2 separate regions of the Anser cygnoides genome follow, and region 1 is linked to region 2. A link is a contact called in public Hi-C data. All regions are on one chromosome and are shown on one strand. Each heading gives the region's core, a stretch centred on a gene start, on an enhancer-like site or on the middle of the called end of the contact. The rest is flanking DNA. Distances are from core to core; before and after follow the strand shown.

Region 1 (3,367 bases), core at 314-2,813, 180 kb before region 2:
CGACAAAAAGCTGTGAATTTTGTATTTTTTATCCTTCTCAGATCTCAGCTCACCACAGCTGCTACGAGCTCCTTCCCTTACCACGCAGCAGTTTCACATCTTAAATTGCAGCTCAATTGTCCTTCCTATCAGATCTCTAGATAGAGAGCTCTTTTGAAGATCTGAAGAATTAGCTTGTTGCCCTGACAACAGCCACTCTAAGTGCTTACAGAGCTAAAAAGTTAAACAGCACAGCTGCAGAGATTGCATTAATTGACCACAGCTCAATTAAGACACTGCTATAAGCATTCACAGTAAGCATTTTTCTATCAGACCTGTCCTTGATTTCAGGACCAGGAAAATCCAGCTCCCTGAGATGCTGACCCCAAGAGGGAGGGGAACAGAGCAGGCACCACCGAGCTCAGACGACACAGGAAGCAAAGCAGATCAAAGACAGCGCAGCACTCATGGCCTGACACACACCCGGTCGAGAAATCAAACCACCTGACCACAAACAGCAAGCCAGGCCATCAGCCAGCACATTAAGGTTGTTTTGTTTTTTAATAAAAGTGTCTCTACTGAAATCCAGATCGCTACCTGGCTACCTTTGTGCCTCTGTGGCAAAAGAAACACAAATATTAAGGCTCAGAAAACCGAAGCACCTTGCCCAAAACCCAAAAGCTACCAAACCCACATGCCAAAACTTGGCTGTCCGATTACCTCTAACGAACCTCCACGGGACTCACCTGGTGCAGAAACCAAGATTTGGCATCGGGTGAGAATAGCCAGGAGGAAATCGTTGTGTGAGTGGACTGCGTAAAGACAGACAGGTCGTTAGAAATGCATCTGTGCCCAAGGCACCCACCTGAAGCAGTTTCAGGGCAGCTCTCTGCCTCCTCACAGCCTTGCCTTCCCCACGCGCTCGGCTACAAAGCCACAACTTCCAGTTCACGGTTTTTGAGGGCTCCCCCCGCGCTGCCCCAGAAGCTGCTGCCACCGCCCCAGCGGCCGGAGCGCTGCGTGGCGCGGGAACACGCCGGGGCGCCCCGCAGGGCACCGCACGCAGAGCACGAAGGCAGGCGCCGTGCGCAGCTGGCAGCGCTCAGCCGGGGGGAGGACGGGCGGCCGCCCTCCCTCCCGTGGGGGCGTCTGGCAGCGGGGCTTCTGGTTTCACTTCACAAATATATAAAAAAAAAAAGGAGAAACGAGCGCGCCAGGGCCGGGAGGGGGTGAAATTGTTACTGGAAGGCCGAGTGACGGGGGTGACGAGGGCGCCTTCCCTCACCGTTGTCCTGCGTGAGCAGCCGCCGGGCCTCCAGGTCGAACTCCTCCTTGCTGATCTTCTGCTTGAACCACAGCTTCAGGTTGGCCCAGTACCTGCGGGCACAGCGCGACGGGGGGTTAAGGGGCGGACAGGGGGGGCTGGGGGGGCCCGGCGCCGCACTCACTGCTTCACGTTCTCGCCCAGCGCCTCGCTCAGGCTCTTCTTGGCCGCCTCCAGCTCGCTCACGAACGTCGCCATCGCCGCTCGCCTCAGGGCCCCGCCGCCGTCGCGAAAGGCCGCGAGGTGCCGCAAAGCGCCGCCGCCGCCCGCCCCGCCCCGGCCCGGTGCGTGAGGAGCGGGGGCGAGGCCCCGCCCCCTGCGCGCGGGCCCCGCCCCCCGCGGAGAGGCCCCGCCCCGCGGAGCCGATCGCGGCCGAAGCGCTTCGGGCAGGGCCGGGCCGGGGGGGCCGGAGCCGCCGCCATGCCGGGGCTGCTGCTGGGCGACGAGGCGCCCGACTTCGAGGCGGACACGACGCAGGGCCGCATCCGCTTCCACGACTTCCTGGGAGACTCGTGAGCGCCGGGACGGGACGGGGGGGGCCGGGGGGGCGCGGGGCGGGGGGCGGGGGGCCGGACCCCGGCGGCGGGGCCCTGCCCGAGCGCATTCGGGCGCCCCGGTGCGCCCCTCACGGCCCCGCGCTGTGCCGGCAGGTGGGGCATCCTCTTCTCCCACCCGCGGGACTTCACGCCCGTCTGCACCACGGAGCTGGGCCGGGCGGCCCGGCTGGCCCCCGAGTTCAGCAAGCGCAACGTGAAGATGATCGCGCTCTCCATCGACAGCGTGCCCGACCACCTCGCCTGGAGCAAGGTACGCCGTGCCCCCGGGCCGACCGAGAGCCCTCGCGGGGCCCCGGAGCCGCCGTCGGTAACGCGGGGGTGCCCAAAGCTCAGGGAGGGCGGCTTGTACGGGGACCCGCGGCGCTTGTGCGGTGGAACAGGACAGGAGGCGTCCGAGGCGAGCATCGGTCTTCAAAGGGTGCAGCTCGCGTCCAGGCAGGGGGAAGAGAACAGGGGACAAAAGGGCGCGTTAAACATAAATCGGCAAGTAAGAGCGCGTAAGACCTAAAAACCATCCCTAGGAACCATAAGAAACATGGCGCAGAAATAAAGAGCTCGCTGAAGGAGCGGGAAAGCTACCGATGAAAAACCTCAATCGCAGCGTTGTGGGGCCAGGCAGCGCGGCTCCAGGTGAGAGGGGTGTAAAACGAGCTTTGGGAAAGATACGGCCAGGGCACAGCAAGCCCCGGGTGAGGTACCTGCCTCTCTTTACTCTGGAACTGGGAACGTGCTCACAGGTTTTCCGGGAGTGAGACATGCATGCAAATAAGGAACGATAAAGGTGAGAATTTGCACAGTCCGGCATTATTTAATGACTGAGCGGCTTCAGAAGTTGCCTAATTGCGTTATTGCTTAAACTGACCTCTGTACCTGGGTGGTGCACGGCCCGTGTCCCACCGAGCCTCAGAAGGGCCTGGGGACAAACAGCATACAAATCTCACAGCCCCAGCTGGGATCTCTGCGCTGGTCAAACTGGCTGAAACCACCGGTCAGATCGCATTAAACACAACAGAAAGCTTGGGTTGTGGTTCGTAAGGCAGCCTTGTGTCCTGGTGTGTTAGAGCCCTTTGAAGAACTGTAGGGGAATTGCTAACTACCACAAAGCCCCTGAATTTCCAGGAAACTTTCAAATGAAATCAGCTGTGAAAGGGAAGGCTCACTTCTGCAGGGAGATGGGAGGAAGCACTGGACCGTGTCAAGGGAGGGAAGCAGCGAGCTTCCTAGAGGGTCTGCAGGGATGTGTGGTGCTCAGCATAGTCAGATAACCTGCAGGAGGTGAACAACGAGCTGCTTTTGCTGATGGTCCAGAATGATTCAGCACAACCTCAGGTAAAACCAGGAAAAGTTGCAGAGCAGCTTCAGGGCGCCGGTGGGAAGCAGAATAGCACGTTTGGAAAAACAGCCAGAAAACCACAGAGAAAGTCGGAGGGCAGCAGTCCAAGCTGCGGGGAGCTTTCTGCCAGGCTGGGAGAGGCCTCAGAGACGGTGGTGTGGAAATGTCTCCTCA
Region 2 (3,405 bases), core at 472-2,971:
TCACGTTGCTGAATCCCTGAACACTTCAGAAAAGGGTCGGGCAGGAGAGGCACTAAAGGGCCCTCACTACAGGAGCGCAGAACTAAAGCCAGCTGTCCCAGATTCGGAGTCCACCTCCCCATCTACCCAGCCGCTGACGCGCAGCCAGCCACCAGGGTCTGGGGACAGAGAACAACCCCGCTGCCAGAACTGCACAGCTCTGCCTTGGCGGCCCCACGCGGCACCCGGTCTCACTGGGGGTTACTTCTCCAACGAACGTAACTCTGATGCTTGACAAGACCTTGGGTTTGATTCAATTCTCCCACAGTTATTCTGCTAGGTAATTACAGGTCACGTAAAGAAGCATTTCCTCTTCTCAAACATGAGCTTGCTCTCCTGCCTTTCATGGGCTGTGAATTCTTCCTCCTGCTTTCCTTCCCTGCCCCACTGCTATTAGTTGGGGACCAAGAGCACCTGACCCACATTCTCCGTAGGCTTTCCTTATTTTATATTCAAGTTACCTTAGTAACATGCTGCTGCAGAAAGCCAAAAGAGCATTTAAGCTGAAAGTTTTCAAATAGTTAAGTAGATTAATTAAATGCAACACATTTGACAAATCTACCAGGTGTGAAAAACACGTTTGGCAAATATAGCGATGAAATTAATCAGAGATGCCCCGTGTGCCTGGACCCAGGAAGCGGATGCATTATGAGGTACGCTCTTATGGAGAGGAGAGTCCTGTGCAGAAGGGGTTCACAGTAGGACTGCCAAGCTGCTTTTACCAAAGATTTATAGAGAGAGAAGAGAAGGGGAAGGCGTGGAGCATCTTTTTAAGAAGAAAAGACGCAGAAGGTAGAGAGAAAACAACGAAGGTAGGGAGGGTGGAAGGTAGAGAGAACCCAATGACAGCAGACAGGGTGTATGCAAACAGAGAAAGCTTAAAGGGAAGAGAACCTACGCTGTGTTCAGCGAACGCAGAGCAAAGAAACGGGCTGAAAACCATGCACCGCGACGCAACAGCGGGCAGGGTCCCTTGGCGCACCCACCACTGGGCCGGCAGGGCTGCCAGCCGCCCCCCGCCCTCCCCGGTACTCACTGGAAGGCCATGGCTCCCGCCTCGAGCGTGCACCTGGTGGGGGACTGCTCGTTCAGCCTGCGGAACAGCTGCTTCGCCTGGCTCTGGTACTGCTGCAGGTCGCGGCCGGACTGCGGAGGGAGGGAGGGAGCACAGGCTGAGGGCCGCGGCCGGGGGGCGCCTGCCGGGCCCGCCCCCCACCCCTCCGCGGGCAGCGCCGCCCGCCCGGCCCCGGGACCCCGCCGAGGCCTGAGGGGAGGCTCCGGGCCCCGCCCCCGCGGCTGAGCCCCACCTGCTCGTCCTCCTGCATGGAGGCGGCCAGCGGCAGCCCGTCCGCCACGCGGGCGATCATGGTGAGCAGCACCATCCTCGCAGCCCCCCCGCCGCCGCCGCCGCCTCCGCCGCCGACACTGAGCTGGCCGGAAGCCGCCGCACCGACTTCCGCTCTAGGGATAGAGCCGACTTCCGGTCCCTGCGCAGCCGCCGCCACTTCCGGAAACCGCCCCGGTGCTGCGGCGGCGGCGGGCGTGGCCTCCGCGAGGTGGGCGTGGCTTCAGGAACAGCGAGGCCACGCCCCCACCCCACCGCCCTAACCACGCCCACCAGCAGCGAGGCCCCGCCTACCGCCGCGAGGCCCCGCCCCTCCCACGTGACGGCGGGCGGGGCGGGGCGGGGCGGGCGGCGCGGTGCCGGTGTGCGCGGGGGGCCGGCGGCCATGGCGGCGGCGGCGGAGCGGGGCCGCCTCAGCTTCCCGGGGGGCGCGGGGGCCCTGGGGCGCCCCGTGCCCATGAACCTCTTCGCCACCTGGGAGATCGACGGCTCCAGCCCCAGCTGCGTCCCCAGGTAACGGCGGCGGCGGACGCCCAGCCCGCCGGTACCGCCCTCCCGGCCCCGCTTCCCCGCGGTTCGAGCCCCCCGCGCCCCGGCTGTGGGCTCCCGGTCGGCGCGGCGGTGCCCCCATCTCCGCCCCGCTTTGGGGGCACCGGGACCGGCCCCCTCCCCCCTTCCCCTCCCCGTCCCCGTTACCGGTGGGCACCCGCCTCGCCCTCCGAGCGCCGGTACCGGCCAGTTCCCGGCGCTCCCTTTTTATTTCTTTTTTTTTTTTTTTTTTTTTTTTTATCGCGGTTACCCGATAAGTGAGCGGCGAGGCACCGGAGCCGCCGGGAGCACGGCTCGGCGAGCCCTCCGGCCGCCCCGGTCCCGCTATGTTCCGCGCTGCTCGGCCGGTCCCGGTGGCTGTGCCCTGAGCCCCGGCTGGGGGGGGGGCGTTTTGGGGGGGAAAACCCCAAATCCTGCGTCGGGGGCTGGCCGTGCCTCGTGACCCAGCCCTGCGGTTGCAGGCGGTTTGGGTTTATAACCGAGTCCCGCGGCTGCAGGTGATCCCGGTCCGTAACCGCGTCCCGCGGTTGGAGGCGGTTTGGGGCCGTAACCAAGCCCTGCGCTTGGAGGCGATCCCATTTATAACCTGGATCCTGCGCTTGCAGATGGCTTGGCTCTATAACCGAGTCCCGCAGTTGCAGGCGATCCCCTTTGTAACCCAAATCCTGCGCTTGCAGGTGGTCGTGCCTTATAACCCAGCCCTGCGCTTGCAGGCGATCCCGGTTTATAACCGAGCGTTTCCAGGCGATCCCGGTTTATAACCCAAACCCCGCGTTTCCGGAGCTGTACCATCCCCTCTGCGCCGCCGGCACCTCGCAGTGTCCGTCGGGCAGCAACTTTCCCCGCTCAGCCTCCCTTCCCTGCACAGGGAGGTCTCGGAGGGGGCCGGCACCGAGGGGACGCGCGCCCCCCGAGTGCCCCTGTAGAAGGAGGTGGGAGCAGGTGGGGAGCTTCTGGTTCTCGTGCCAGGCTCCAGCGCGAATTTCTGTCGACCCCGGTGGTGTGCAGAGGACACAGAACCCCTGTCGTAATGCCGCTTTGAAACCCTTCTCGCCCACGGTACAGGAAGGTAGCGGGGTTTCCGTCTCCCCCGGCCTCGTAACTGCGGTCGCTGAAATAAAATAAAAGCCCACCGGCGAGCGTCCGTCACTGTCAAGGACTTTCAGTCCTGCATTACCATTTATGCTGATACTTGCAGATATGAAAACTAGCTCCCGACCTAGCGTGCGTGTTTGCAGCTCTGGGGATGACCACAAAACGCAGCGTAAGGACACCGGCCCTGCACGGAGGGGCACGGGGGCTGCACCCTCGGGGGGCTCCGGGGCCGGGTGGGCAGCGGATTACAGGCAGTGCCCGGGGTCCGGGGGGTGCTGGGGGGAAAATTCTGGAGCCTCTGCAGCAAGCTGCTGCGTGAGTTTCCGTGTGGCAGCGGGTCCCTCCAGTTTTGGCCCCGTTTTTGCCGTTGCCTGTCC

Evidence for each region. A called contact is a pair of places that touch in the nucleus more often than the background predicts.
Region 1: a Hi-C map of liver shows a contact between it and region 2, with 1.9 times the contacts expected there. The contact joins the promoter of TADA1 here to the promoter of PACS2 in region 2. A contact is called at or near these places in 2 of 7 Hi-C or Micro-C datasets (both in liver).

Annotation. Positions count from the first base shown.
Region 1 is chr8:10,280,294-10,283,660 of Taihu_goose_T2T_genome, reverse strand. TADA1 (transcriptional adaptor 1) reads right to left here and starts at 1,563. Exons shown (of 8, transcript XM_067001402.1): 1 at 1,428-1,563; 2 at 1,265-1,356; 3 at 726-791. The coding sequence starts at 1,501. It overlaps PRDX6 (peroxiredoxin 6), which reads left to right and starts at 1,634. Exons shown (of 5, transcript XM_067001406.1): 1 at 1,634-1,815; 2 at 1,954-2,110. The coding sequence starts at 1,724.
Region 2 is chr8:10,095,905-10,099,309 of Taihu_goose_T2T_genome, reverse strand. It overlaps PACS2 (phosphofurin acidic cluster sorting protein 2), which reads left to right and starts at 1,721. Exons shown (of 24, transcript XM_067001350.1): 1 at 1,721-1,897. The coding sequence starts at 1,770. SEC22B (SEC22 homolog B, vesicle trafficking protein) reads right to left here and starts at 1,512. Exons shown (of 5, transcript XM_048080339.2): 1 at 1,347-1,512; 2 at 1,076-1,185. The coding sequence starts at 1,421.